Linked DNA regions of Mus musculus: region 1 is linked to region 2. Evidence: chromatin contacts called from public promoter capture Hi-C data. All regions are on one chromosome and are shown on one strand. The core of a region is the stretch at or near the end of the contact, and the rest is flanking DNA. Distances in the headings are between cores, read along the strand shown.

What was found. Capture Hi-C pulls out chosen DNA fragments and counts their contacts.
Region 1: a contact with region 2 is called in a promoter capture Hi-C map of adipose tissue. The contact joins two enhancer-like sites. A contact is called at or near these places in 1 of 115 datasets of contacts at active chromatin or transcription factors (effector CD8 T cells) and 2 of 9 other capture datasets (adipose tissue and liver).

Annotation. Positions count from the first base shown.
Region 1 is chr11:6,563,482-6,570,398 of GRCm38.p6, forward strand. Ccm2 (cerebral cavernous malformation 2) reads left to right here. Exons shown (of 10, transcript NM_146014.3): 2 at 6,483-6,656. Among named protein-coding and RNA genes, the nearest start is that of Ccm2, 20 kb to the left of the region's middle. Within about 2 kb of position 4,625, at least 104 of the 459 cell types and tissues checked have an H3K27ac peak or open chromatin away from gene starts, as enhancers often do. A contact at or near this core is called in adipose tissue and effector CD8 T cells, where this site is marked.
Region 2 is chr11:6,362,688-6,369,861 of GRCm38.p6, forward strand. No RefSeq gene overlaps it. Among named protein-coding and RNA genes, the nearest start is that of Zmiz2, 29 kb to the right of the region's middle. Within about 2 kb of position 3,359, at least 150 of the 459 cell types and tissues checked have an H3K27ac peak or open chromatin away from gene starts, as enhancers often do. A contact at or near this core is called in adipose tissue and effector CD8 T cells, where this site is marked.

The sequences.
Region 1 (6,917 bases), core at 3,375-5,874, 200 kb after region 2:
TGCTTTTTCTTTCTGGGCAAGTTGGATCTCTTTCAAGAGTTTCCTGTGCTTCTTAGATACTGTGATGTTGGCATGTGTACTGGATGCCCGCTTCTTGAGGTATCTTGTAGTTAGCCCTGCTATATCACAGCCCCAATCGCCTGGTGCTTCCATCTCCCACTCCTGCTTAGGACTGACCTGCGGCGCTTGAACAACTTCTCCAGCCCCACCTCCTGGAGGTCTCATTGCTACACTTGGAGGCTCACTCCTGGAGCCGTCGTATGAGATATAGATATATAACACTGCGTTTGTGTGTGTGTCTGTGTCCATGTATCCATGCCATAGTGCATGTGGAGGACAGAGTCACTACATGAAGAGACCAGCGAGTTACTTCCAGAGATTTGTATGTTTCTGAAACAGGATCTCCTCGTGTGGCATCAAGCTCAGGCCTCTCCTGCTCCCAGGGCCAATATCATGGGGCACCACCACGGCTCTCTGCAGAGTTGTGAGGGTTTTGTTACTGCTTTTAGATTCCTAGTCTCCCCCCCACACACATACACGCACCTTTCTTCTTTCTGTGACACTGAAGATTAAACAAGGGCTTTGTGTTTTCTAGTGAGGTAATTTTCCACTCCCGTTTCCAACTTGAAGGACTATTTTGGGCATTGACAGGCATTGACAGGGTTTGAGAGGCTTTTCAGAGAGACCCTAGAAAAGCTCTTCTCACTGTGTGTGCAGGAGTTTTGTTTCTGTGTTCCCTACTCCTTTCCCAGCTTTCTGTCTTGGACCCTGGCTTGCCCCCTTCCATCTGAGGACTCAGTTTCTTCAGGGAAGACTTGGTTTGGAAGCCTCTGCCTGTGTTGGGATCCACTCAGCCTGCTGCTCTTCTGGGGTCCAAATCATGCACACTCCATAGCATGCTGCAGAATGAAGAAGAGCAGTCGCTAAATCCGCCTTTTATTTTTGGTGTATTTATCTACAGGACATCACAGCAAATGTAAGACCTTCCGATCAATTACTGAAATCTGATTCTGCCCATCAAAATATTATTTGTCCATTTCCTTCCTTCCTTCCTTCCTTCCTTCCTTCCTTCCCTCCCTCCCTCCCTCCCTCCCTCCCTCCCTCCCTCCCTCCCTTCCTCCTTCCTTCCCTTCCTTCCTTGAAACAGGATATCTCTATGTAGCCCTGGCTGACCTGGAACTCAGACTAGGTTGGTCTCAAACTCAGATACTCTTGCCTCTACCTCCCAATCGAAGACCTGAGCCGCCATATCTAGCCCCTTTGCTTTTTAACCCCAATCTCCTTTTACATTCTCATGTTAAGAGCTAGTGTGTTAGCTCTCGCCCGTAATCGTGGCACTCAGAAGTCTGCAGCAAGAAAAGTTGCCAAATTCTGCCCTAAGTGAGCCTGAGCTATAGAATAAACCCTGTCTTAAAAAAGAAACCAACAGGGCTGGTGAGATGGCTCAGTGGGTAAGAGCACCCGACTGCTCTTCCGAAGGTCCAGAGTTCAAATCCCAGCAACCACATGGTGGCTCACAACCATCCGTAACAAGATCTGACTCCCTCTTCTGGTGTGTCTGAAGTCAGCTAGAGTGTACTTACATATAATAATAAATAAATAAATCTTTAAAAAAAAAAAAAAAGAAACCAACAGAAATAGACTCATAAACAAATCAACGAAACAAAAAGCAACTTAAGATCTGAGATGCAGGCTTTGCCTTTTTTCCTTGACTTGCATGCTAGGCGGAAGCTCTCCTACCTGGTATATCCTCAGCACTCCAATGTTTTATCTGAGACCCAGTCTGACCTTGATCTTGCAATCTTCCTGCCTCAGTTTCACACTTCTCCTTGTTCAGGTTTCTTGTCCTCCAGTCCTGAATGCTGTCCTCCAGTCCGCTGTCTTAGCTGTTTGTTCCCACTAGCTGAGAACTGAGGTAACACTAATGGGTTGGTCAGCCCGTCCAGAGCATCAGTCATTTCTTATTATGGGCTGTGTTTCAGTGTTCTACATTATAGGAACCAATTTAAATAATTTGAGGCATTGAGATGAGGGTAGCAGCACACAATTCTTGTTATATCCAAGGGTCAGTGTAGGGCCAGGCACATCTCCCTCCACCGACAGTGTTCTTTCCACCTACAAAGGTGCATTGAAGGCCCACTAATGGATGCTTGGAACTGAGGGTTTTGCCAAGCCAGTATCTATGTAGACTTCTTCCTTGAACCTACATGTCTATGCTAAAGTTCTAGAGTAGTAAAGAGATGAGCACCATATGTTATTATGTAGCGGCTGTAACATTGTCCTATAGTAAATATATTTAAAACTTACAAATTGTTACTTTCTGGAATTCTCCACTTAGTCTTCAGCAATCACAGTTGATTGTGGGTTACAGATCTGGGAAGTGAGGCCGGGTAATGGGGATTGTTTCAGTTTATTATCTGAGCTTGGTTAGGAAGACTCATGACTTAGGCCTGAGATTTGGGAATTGTGCTTTTTCTGGCTAGTCTGTGAGTAGACCAATGGTGACATTCAATTCTGGTCAGCTCTCCTTGTTCCTTGCTACTTAGGAACCCTACCACAAAACCCAGGTGGTTTGACCTTATGGTAGGTCGGCAAAAGCTGCTGAGCTGCTGGCTGGGCTGGTTTTGCCATGGGTTTAGTTTCTCTTACTCTGCTCTTCTCCTAGTTTTTCTGCTTCCTATAGCCCTCCTGAGCATAGGGACTATTTCATCCATAGCCTTCCTCGATTACTGATCTGGTAGGCACACAAAATAAAGGTTCTGCACTGGGATTTATTACTTACTGTAGTCTGTACAGACTACATACATGCTACATATACAGGCTACATACATGGTACATATTGGATGCTGGAAGCCACACAAGCTGTAAAGGCCAGACTAAGGATCCAGCTCTGTGGCAGGTCACTTGCTGGGCATGTGTGGAGCTGAGAGAATGGACTCTCAGACAGTGAGAGACATATGTTGGGGCATCGGGGCTGACCTAGTTTCTTTGTAGAGTGCTAGCCCATGTCACCTCATTACAGAGGGTCTGTTTATCTTTTAGGCTGGGATTACAAGACACCCCAGGGCCCTTCCCAACACAGACTCTATTTTATGAGCTGTTTATCACTGTTAAAGAAAGAGTGTAAAAGGCGTGTGGTCTGTGGGCCTGTTGATTTGGTGAGAGCTTGGTTAGAGGTTGATCTTGGCAAACCTCTGGTTTCACAGTTGGTTTCCTGTTGCATCCACGTGTAAGTTAAGAATGAGTTGGACTGACAGACAACTGGAAGGGCAGACAGATGGAGCTGAGCTGCCCGCCTATCGGAGCCAGCCTTCAGTTACTATGTACTGCAGGGAGCTGTGGTTGAATGAAGGAGCTCTGTGGGGCTGCAGGAGGAGGGCTGTGGATACTCTTCTGTCTAGAATGATGGACTGTGGTTGTAGAGATGTTTCCAAAGGATCGTGTCCATGGGCGATAAACATCAGGACATTTAAAAACTCAGGAAAAACAAGGTGATGAAACACAACACACTTAGCATAATTTGAGTACTGTCTGGTCAGAGGTCCCACGGTGAAGAAATCACAATTGTCTTCATTGGGATTTACCTTGCCCAAATATGTTCCTAAATTTGGGGTCATTTCTAGCCTGCAGATGACTGTCAGGTTATCTGGTAAGTCTCAAGTGACCATTTCTCATTGTTGTCCCATATGAACCCCACTCTGAGACCCCCCCCTGTCACCTGCCCCATCCACCACTTGTCGAAACGCATCCTGGGGATGAAAGAAACGTTTGTGGGAGCTCCCAGAGAATGTGCTGGGAAGGCCTTCAACCTCAGCCTGTCCTCATGCTTCTCAGAGTGGGGACCTGGCAGGTAGGTCTCTTAGCTCTTCCGGAAGTGTCTCTTGTCCTTTCTGATGGTTGTCACCTTCGGATCTTGGTTCTCCTGACTTTTATAGTCTAGGCCTGGCCAGTGGTAAGTGGCAGTTGTTTATCTTTCTCAAGTATGTACTGTTATGAAAATCTAAATTTAAAAAAATGGAGAGGCAGCCAGGCATGGTGGTGCACGCCTTTAATCCCAGCACTTGGGAGACAGAGGGAGGCGGATTTCTGAGTTTGAGGACAGCCTGGTCTACAAAGTGAGTTCCAGGACAGCCAGGGCTATAAAGAGAAACCCTGTCTCGAAAAACCAAAAAAAAAAAAAAAAAAAGAGAGAGGCTAGGGATATAACACAGGTGGAGAAATAACTACCCAACGTGTACAAAGCTCTGAGTTCTGTTTGTTTGTTTGTTTGTTTGTTTGTTTGTTTTGTTTCTTTGAGACAGGCTTTCTCTGTGTAGCCCTGGCTGTCCTGGAACTCACTCTGTAGACCAGGCTGACCTCGAACTCAGAAATCCACCTGCCTCTGCCTCCTGAGTGCTGGGATTAAAGGCGTGTGCCACCACGCCAGCTAAGCTCTGGGTTCTATTCTTAGCACTGCAGAAAAACAAAACAAAACAGATGGTGTGCATGTTGGAATCCTAGCCGTAGTCCTTGGGACCAGGAGACAGGACTGACGCTCCGTCTCCTCAGCCACACAGTGGGTTTGAAGCTAGCCTGAGCTGTTGGAGACGTCTCAAAAAAGTAGCGGAAGTGCCTGTGCTCAACACTCAGCTACAGCTCTGGAGTTCCTGTCATCTTATCTCTCTCTCTTTTCCACACCAGCAGTGAGTGCAGGAAACTGCCCTGCATGTGTGAACACAAGCGTTTATGTGTGCGTGCATGCATGTGTGTGTGCGTATGTATGTGTGTACTGATCAAGATAGGACTACAGGGTCAATGACAGACCATTCTAGGTCACAGAGGCAGATGCCTGGTGATAGAATCAGCTCCCATGAGTGGAATATTTTAATATTTACAGGGCCGTGGGTCACAATCTTTTCCTACTTTGGATTCAGAGTCGGGTGGGTGGTCATGGGTCATTATCTAGTGTGAGTGGAAGACAGTCTGAGGCTTTGGTGCTGGGCTGTAAAGACAGCCGTTGAAGAGGAGATGGATTGTTGTGAGTAAAAACAGTAACGGAAATAACTGCTGACACCGTTTTCCATTATAATCAAATATAATCAGCTCAGCTCTCTGTAGCTATCGCATGGATTGTTCATGAGAACATGGAACATGCAACAATCATAGCTCATTTTAGAGACCATAGCTCAGCTCATATCCTTGTATGGGAAAGAATCAGGATAGCTCAGACCACCACAGAGGAGTTGAGCCTTGAGCCTGGCGGAAAGCCTGTGGGGAGAGCAGCAGGCATGACGGCTGGGCGTGCACAGCTCTAACACCGAGACTCATGCTGCTGTCTTGTCGGATGGGCCTCCTGGATCTGTGCCCATCTTAGTAGATCAATGGAATAAAACCAAGATAACAAGGACCAAGGATGTGAAGCTAAGGAGGCAGGGAAGCTGTCCACAGCAGGAGGGCACAGGCACAGGCACAGGAAAGGTGTCAGGGTAATTTTCTGAGGCTGGGTGAGTCTTATTTGATTGTTGGTTTCATGCCTGGTGCTGAGAGCTGAGCCTAAGAGTGAGGCTGGGAAGTAGCCACATGCGGCATCTCCTGGGAGCCTTGGCCATGTGAGTCTTGCCTGATAACTTATTCTCTCCGTTTTTTGTTTGTTACTAGCTTGGGGGGAGGGACGGTCAGAGCTGAGCCTGCTGTAGTTTCCCAGCTGCTGCCTGGCTGCCAGGAACATAGTGGGTGAGTGTAGGAGAGATGTCTCTTGCAGAGAGAAAACAGCTAGGGTATCATCTCCTCCTTTCATTGCTCGTGTCTTTGGCCTCTGAGCTGATGCTGTAGATGATGTATTTAAGTGTTTCTCTGAGTGACAAAGAATGGCTGGCAGCGCCATCTTTCCACAGAGTGGGGGATAGCTTCTGTTGCGGTTGTTTAGGAGGCACTAGGTTTGATTCCCCTCTCCCTGGCCCACAAGTTCATTTTGATTACAGGTCGAGTCTTCAAAGCCTCGGTACTAAGCTCACATCCAGCAGGGGTGAGGCTGTGAGGTTAGTGGCTGCCTTGGAGCCCTGCCTGAGGGAAGGGGCTGCATGAGAACCTGGGGCTCAGTTAGCGCCTGGGCTCCTTAGAGCTCATGTGGCCTTGGCTGCTGAGACAGAGGCCTTGTGGGTGGCAGCCCTCCCTGTCCCACTTGCACCTCAGAGCTGAGATGACATGGCTCACAGAGCTGGCAGGAGTTGGAACTCTGCTGTGTGGCTCTCTTCTGGGGGACTGTTCCCCAAATGACAGTGAGTTGCCTTCTGAGTGTGACAGCCACTTAACAGGCCTGTCTGTCCTTGTGCAGAGTCTGAGCTGGCTCCAGAGCCATGCCTCAGCCTCATGTTGGTCCTTTCTCATAGGCTGCTGTGCACAGTCCTATTTTCATGGCGACGGTGCTAACTCTGTTTGTTAGTGGTAGGTACAACACAAATGTGTGAATAATGAACTCCAATCATTGCCATTTCTGCCTGCAGCCTGGAATTGTGTCGCCATTTAAACGAGTATTCCTAAAAGGTGAAAAGAGTAGAGATAAGAAAGCCCATGAGAAGGTGACAGAGAGGCGCCCTCTGCACACTGTGGTGCTGGCGTTACCTGAGCGCGTCGAGCCAGACAGACTGCTGAGCGACTATATTGAGAAGGAGGTGAAGGTAAGTCACCATGGGCCACAGGGCACGCCTGCCAAACAGTTCATTGCCAGCTCTGCATAAATACATTAGCCTGTGTCCTACCCTCTGTCTTGCTTCTGGATGTATCTAATAATGAAAACTCCAAACCCAGTCCCAGTCCTTAGCTTTGGTTTCTGATCCTCTGTGTAGCAGAAGACTACTCTGTCTTGAAGGTCATGGATATTGTGTAAAACAGGGAAACCTCGTCTCCTCCGATTTGCAGACAGATGACAGCAGGCGCTT
Region 2 (7,174 bases), core at 2,109-4,608:
TTCTAGACAAATGCAGCTCAACTGTGCAATGTAAGGCAGACCAATACATGTGTGTTGTTAGCAAAGAATCCTTCATCGCATGTCCTGTCCTGTGCTTGCTTTAGTAGCACATCCTTTCCCCAGTGTCTGCTTCAGTGAAACATTTCTTCAGGAGTCTGCCTTAGCCTTTCACACTTGTGTCCACTTTAACAAAAAGTCCCTTCGTGTGTTTGCCCCAGCAAAACCCCATCCAACTGACTTTCTAGAGAACCCTTAAGTTCCCACTTCAGGGCGTTGTGGGATGCATAACTTACACTTTGTTTGGAGATAGACTTGGTCACTGTTCTATTGCTGTGAAGAGACCATGACCAAGGCAGTTCTCATAAAAGGAATCACTTAATTGGGAACTGGCTCACAGTTTCAGTTTAGCCCATTGTCCCCATGGCAGTGAGCATGGCAGCCTGCAGGTAGGATTCCTAGGTGTTAAGTTTCAAACCTGGGACAAAAGGCTGAGGTACCTATTGAACAGATCAAAGCCTCCAGGTTCTCTCACCTGGCATCCCTCAGTGCCTATCTGTTACAGGGCCCTCCTCACTGCAGACCTCCCCCCCCCCTTCCCTATATAATCCAACCATTTTAGTTACCTCATCTTTTTGACTACTCTATTTTGGGACTCCTGGCTGCTGTACCTGGTTCCTCTCTACGCCCTCTCTTTCCCTCTCCTCTCCTCTCTCTTCACTTGGCTCAAGGACATCTCCACTTTGGATTCTCCCAGATGTCCCTGCCTCTGGCTCTGCTCTCCCTCATATCTACAATAAACTCCTCCTCCACCACCATGTCCAGTCATGTCCTGAGTTTCTGACTCTCCTGAGGTGTGTATGGATCGTTTGTTTCTGCTGGCTTCTACCAACCACAAAATGTGATTCCAGATCCTAGAGTCTGATTGTTCAGCAGCCACTTGACCCGTTCTAACCATTTGCCTACCTGCTCTGTCTTCCTTTGTGCCCTTCTGGGCCTGTACCTTGAGAGTTTCCCTGCTTCCCCCCAGGAGCTGCCTGCTAAGCATCTTTTTTAAGTCCTCCTGGGACCTTGTCTCCTCTCCTTGTCTGGGTCATAGGTGTCCCTCTGCTCCTGGAGCCTGCTACACTCTTGAGTCACCCGCCATATGGACAGCATTCTACACCCATCTAGATCTCTCTACTAAAGACCCTCACTGGCTCCCTTTCCCCAGCATTCCCCTGGTTGCCTGCTTCAGCCTGCAGCTCCCCAGCTTGCTTCCACTCTCAGCTCTCTCTCTGGGCTTATAGAAGCACCTCCCTTCCCTCCCCTGCCTCTCCATGTGGTGTTCCCCTTTGCCATCCCCCCCCTCTCTTCCTCAATAGACTCAGATTTTATTAGTACAGCTTGACCTTAGTACAGATCAATGACCCAAAATTAGCACACTTGATGTCCACGTTCTTGTAGACTGTAACAACTTCTGCCACAAGCAAATGACTCCAGAGCCTCTTATCTCTAAGGTTCAACTTCCTACTCTCAAAAAATCTTTAATCCCTGTGATTTCTCTATACTCTGCTCTATAAATAAATAAATAAATAAATAAATAAATAAATAAGATACGATGCTATAAACTATCTCAGGATTTGTAAATTCATTGGGTATGGTTTAAAATTTATAAAATCTGTAACAAAACTTGGCTTAAAATTTATAACTAGGGCTGGTGAGATGGCTTAGTGGGTAAGAGCACCCGACTGCTCTTCCGAAGGTCCAGAGTTCAAATCCCAGCAACCACATGGTGGCTCACAACCATCCGTAACAAGATCTGACTCCCTCTTCTGGAGTGTGTGAAGAAAGCTACAGTGTACTTACATATAATAAATAAATAAATCTAAAAAAAAATTATAACTAAAGATTTACTACATAATTCAGCTCTTGTATATGTAACTTAGATTTAACCCTTGCTTAGAAAAATAGATGTTTTTAAATAGCAACAGAGAGACTCTGGAATTGGTATAGACTTTAGAACCTCAAAGCACACCCCCAGGGCACACCTCCTAATCCCTTTAATCCTTTCAAATAGTACCGCTCCCTGGTGACTACGCATGTGAATATGAGTTTATGGGGCTATTCTCATTCAAACCACCACCGAGATCAGCCTCTACCTCCCCAAACCCCCTCTTTCCCTGTCGCAGAGATGGTGGAACTTTCTTTGTAATCAAGGAAGACTGTCTTAGTTAGGGTTTTATTGCTATGAAGAGACACCATGAGCTCAGCAACTCTTACAAAGGAAAACATTTAATTGGGCTGGGTTAGTCCATTATTGTCATGTGCAGGCAGACATGATTCTGGAAGAGTAGCTGAGAGTTCTGCGTCTCGATCCACAGGCAGCAGGAAGAGTCAGTGAGCCCACGCTAGGCCTGGTTTGAGCTTTTGAGACCACAAAGCCTGCCCCCAGTGATACACTTCCTCCAACAAGGCCACACCTCCCAACAGTACCAGTCCCTATGGGCCTATGGGACCATTTTCATTCAAACTATTGCAATGGCCTGAAGTTCTCAGTCTTCCGGCTTCACGTCTCTCACTTAGGACCACATCAGTATCTGTCAATGGTCTTGCTGGGATTTTCCCAGTGTCATTCTGAGCCATCACCCAATACCATTCTTCCTTTCTCAGAAAGATGGCAACATTGCTTGTCCATTGCCTTGTCTGTAAAAACAGATCCGTTAACCAGCTAGGGAGGGATGAAGATATCATATCACATCTTGGCTGCTGAGTGAGCGGGCAAGGGTTAGCTGGTAAGTGGTTGGCTTTTTAAGGATGCTGACAGACATTAGTAAGTAGGAGAATGTACTAAGAAAGAAGAATAACATTTTTGCCTTTGAGAACTTTTGGGGGAGGGAGGAGCTGAAGAGATGGCTCAGTGGTTAAGAGCACTGGTTGCTCTTCCAGAGGATACTGGTTCAATTCCCAGCACCCACATGGCAGCTAACAACTGCCTGTAACTTCAGTTCCGGGGATCTGAATTCTGCATGTACATGCTACACAGACATACAAGCAGACAAAAGAACCATACACATAAAATAAAAATAAATAAACGAATAATTCTTTTTTAAAAAGAGAGAGCCTTGCCAGGCAGTGGTGGCGAATTTCTTTAATCTGAGCACTTGGGAGGCAGAGGCAGGTGGATTTCTGAATTCAAGGCCAGCCTGGTCTACAGACCTGTTAGTTCCAGGACAGCCAGGGCTGTACAGAGAAACCCTGTCTCGAAAAAACCAAAGAGACAGAGGGAGAGGAAGAGAGAGCACCTTACAGTGAAGTTAGATAAAACAGTGCATGTATACTGCTTGCTAAGCAGCCCGACCTGACTATTGGGAAACGCCCTGGGGTTTCCAGCACAGGCTTCCGGTAAGACAGGAAATAGTGAACAGCCTGGGCGAGATGTCGGGCTGTCCTTATAAAGTGAGTTTTCCGTGCATCGTTTCGTTTCCAGCAGCAGGGGGCAGCACAGAGAGCAATGCAGCTGGAGCGTGTGGCCAGGCGTGGGTAGGGAGCAGCAGGTTAAGGGATGAAGGCAATCAGAAGACTAAAGATTCAGGACATTAGCAGTTTGCATTTAGACACAGGACCTCCGAAGGTAATTGAAGCCAGGAAAATCAGCATGAAAGGAGAGAACAGTGAGGTAAAGAAATAGCTCAACGGTTAAGAATACTAAGTGTTCCTCAGGACGACCCAGGTTGGGTTCAATTTATCCACATTACCAGCCCCAGGAATCCCGTGCCCTCTAGCCTCCATGAGCACAGCACACAGGACAGAGTACACATAAACTCAGGCACAAAGACATACACCTATAAAATAAATCATAAAGGTCAATAAATATTAAACTAAAGATTAACAGGATGGAAGGAACACAGTCCAGGGTGGCCTAGAGAAAGGAAGTAGAAAACGGATGACAGCTGTTCCACTCTCCACTACAGCAGTCAGGAAGGATGCAGGCCAGGACTGCGCTCTCTCTCAGCCTTGCCCACAGGCCCTGAGGGAATAAGGGAGGCAGTTAATGACAGGCGTGGAAAAATAGGGACTCTCCGGGTTCTGGGAAAGTGGGGAGACTGCTATGGTAAGGTAAGAGTCCCTGATTCTCCGAAGAATGTCTCCCAGACTCAAGAAGTGTGCAAACTCAGAGTATTTTATTCTGAAGACCAGCATGCTGGGTTTCCCATTACCAAGATAGAGACAGCAAGTGAGCCTGCATGCCTGAGGTAAAGCACATTAGGGAATTCCGGGTAGGTGACCCCTATGGTAACCTGTTGGGTCCATCTCTATGGACATTCCATTACCAGGATATGGGGGCTGAAAACTTGCTGGGGAGGTCTGGGAACTGTTACTGAGGAGTAGCTGAGGGAGTCTGGAAACTGCTGCTGACCCATTCTCCCTGCCTCAGGCCAGGCGGCTGGGACATTCTGTTACCTGGATGGGAAGGCTGGAGCCTGGGGTGTTTTCTATAAGTAATTGACTTGCCTGTGCTTGCCTGGACTTGCTCACTTTTTAGGCCTAGACTCCTTAACTGCCAGTTTTAAGTCTGTCATGGACTCACCCTAGCCTTCTCAGTACAAAGATGCAGACTGTGGTGGGCTGCACGGGAGGGGGCAAGGGGGGGGTTAGACACAGTAACACAGTCCACATTACTGGAATGGTCAGGAGCACTCAACAGGCCCAACCTGTTAGACCCGTTCGGTCTCTGAGGCCTGGTCAGAGGTCAATAAGGTCAAGTCAGTTTTCAAAACAAAAGACTTTACTTGTATTTTGTGGGTGAACTTTTTGCTGGGAAGAGTAGAACCATCACAGTGTGGTCCCCATGCTTTCTCAGCCGACTTAAACCAGCTAGCACAAACCTCCACGTTCACTTCAGAACATGACAAAGCAATTCGACTTTAATTTGTTAACTTTAACTCCTGAATGCATGCATGAGAAGTAAAGGCAAACCCAGATAGCCATACTGAATGTCATTTCGAAAAATATGAAATATGCTAGTGCAGTTCCTGTGTCAAACCAAGGCATTTCTGTGTGAAAAGACAATTGGCTTACAAACCCAGATGTTTGGCAAATATTTAAAAAGAAGCGATGGGCGCCGGGCAGTGGTGGCACATGCCCTCCAGCCGTTGGGAGGCAGAGACAGGGGGATCTCTGCAAGTTCAAAACCAGCAAAGACGACAGAGCAAGTTCTAGGACATCCAGGGCTATACCTGTCTAGAAGAAGAGGAGGAGGAGGAAGAAGAAAAACAAGAGGAAGAATGTTGGAAACGTCCTGCGGCTCACATGAACTGGGTTCCACCTGGGAGGCAAACTGGGGCTGAAAAGAGAGGGGAACTAGGCCGAGAGAAATGGAGCCAAGACAAGGTTCTGATCAAGGCTCAAATGTTTAATGGCAAATGCGCTTATAAAGGGGGGGAAGGCCCATTCCCACCAATTCATCCTTGGAGCCCAGCTGCATGTGACCACATGCAGGATAGGGTGTAGTCTCAGGAATTGCTCGGCGGCCTCCCCACAGGTAGCAGTATCTTGAAGAGGAACAACGGCAGTGGCAGAACAATAGAATGATCTAGGAAGGCTCCATTTTAGGTAATCTCCTTAGTGGCAGAAAAGGTCAATGTCTGGCTCAGCCTGCTTCAGGCTTGGGGGAGGCTACAGAAGAAGTGGTGAGATGGCCACTTCAAGGGAAAAAACTGAGAGTTTCTATCATGCAGATTCAAGGTTTTGTGAGAAAATAAGAATATGGAAAATTAGTGGGGCGGTGATGGCACATGCCTTTAATCTCAGCACTCGGGAGGCAGAGGCAGGCGGATTTCTGAGTTTGAGGCCAGCCTGATCTAAAAAGTGAGTTCCAGGACAGCCAGGGCTACACAGAGAAACCCTGTCTCAAAAAAAAAAAAAAAAAAAAAAAAAAAATCAGTACAAAAAGAAAGAAGGGGTGGGGTCAACCCCTTTAATCCATCAGGCCTTTGTTTTTTTTTTATTGTTGTTGTTGTTTTGTTTTTTTGTTTTTTTTAGATTTATTTATTTATTATATGTAAGTACACTGTAGCTGTCTTCAGACACTCCAGAAGAGGGAGTCAGATCTTGTTACAGATGGTTGTGAGCCACCATGTGGTTGCTGGGATTTGAACTCTGGACCTTCTGAAGAGCAGTCGGGTGCTCTTACCCACTGAGCCATCTCACCAGCCCCCATCAGGCCTTTGTATAAACAAAGGTTTTACTGGCTGAGAGAGGAAGGATTAAAATATTGATATAAAGTTTTACTAGGTGGGAAAGATAAAAGGTTTGAGTTTAGGGCTGGAGAGATGACCCCATAGTTAACTCACTGGCTGCTCTTTCAGAGGACCAGGGTTTGATTCCCAGCATCCTATAGCAGTCCACCACCACCTATAATTCCAGTACCAAGGGGCTCTGGCACCAGGCATGGTGATGCACATTTTTAATCCTAGCATTCAGGAAACTGAGGCAGTTGGATCTCTGTAAATTTGGACCTCTGTTTGGCCTATACAGTGAGGTACAGGACAGCTGGACTGTATAAAGAGACCCCGTCTCAAATAAACCAAAAAATAAAAAATAAGAGGATATATATTCCTTGTTAACATAAGTTTTACAGTATTTGGCAAAAAAAAAATGTATATTTGACATTTCTTTAAAATCCCTTTCCTAACTTTAAATATATTGTTTGTTGTTTTTTGTTTGTGTGTGTTTTCTTTGGTTTTGTTTTGTTTTAGCTTAGTCTTCCTCTGTAGCTCTAACTGGCCTTGAACTCAGAGATCTACCTGTCTCTGCCCCTGGAATTAAAACCACCAGCAAAACTTTCCTTTTTTTTTAAGCTTTGAGACATAGTTCCACTAAGTTCCCAGACTAGTCTTAAGTGCACCTCAAGGTCTGGTTTATTTTGCCTCACAGTTTGAGGGCATCACAGTGGCAGGAGTATGACACAGCTATGCATATTGTGTCTACAGCCAGGAAGCAGAGAAGAGTGAATGTTGGTTCTCTGCTTACCTATTCCCCTTCAGAGTCTTCTGTAGTTCTGGTTGGCCTGGAACCCTCGACATAGACCAGGCCAGCCTTGAATTAATAGATATTCACAAGCCTCTGCCTCCTGAATGCTGGGAATAAAGGCAGGTGTCACCATACCCAGCTCTTTCCACACCCATTTCCTGTG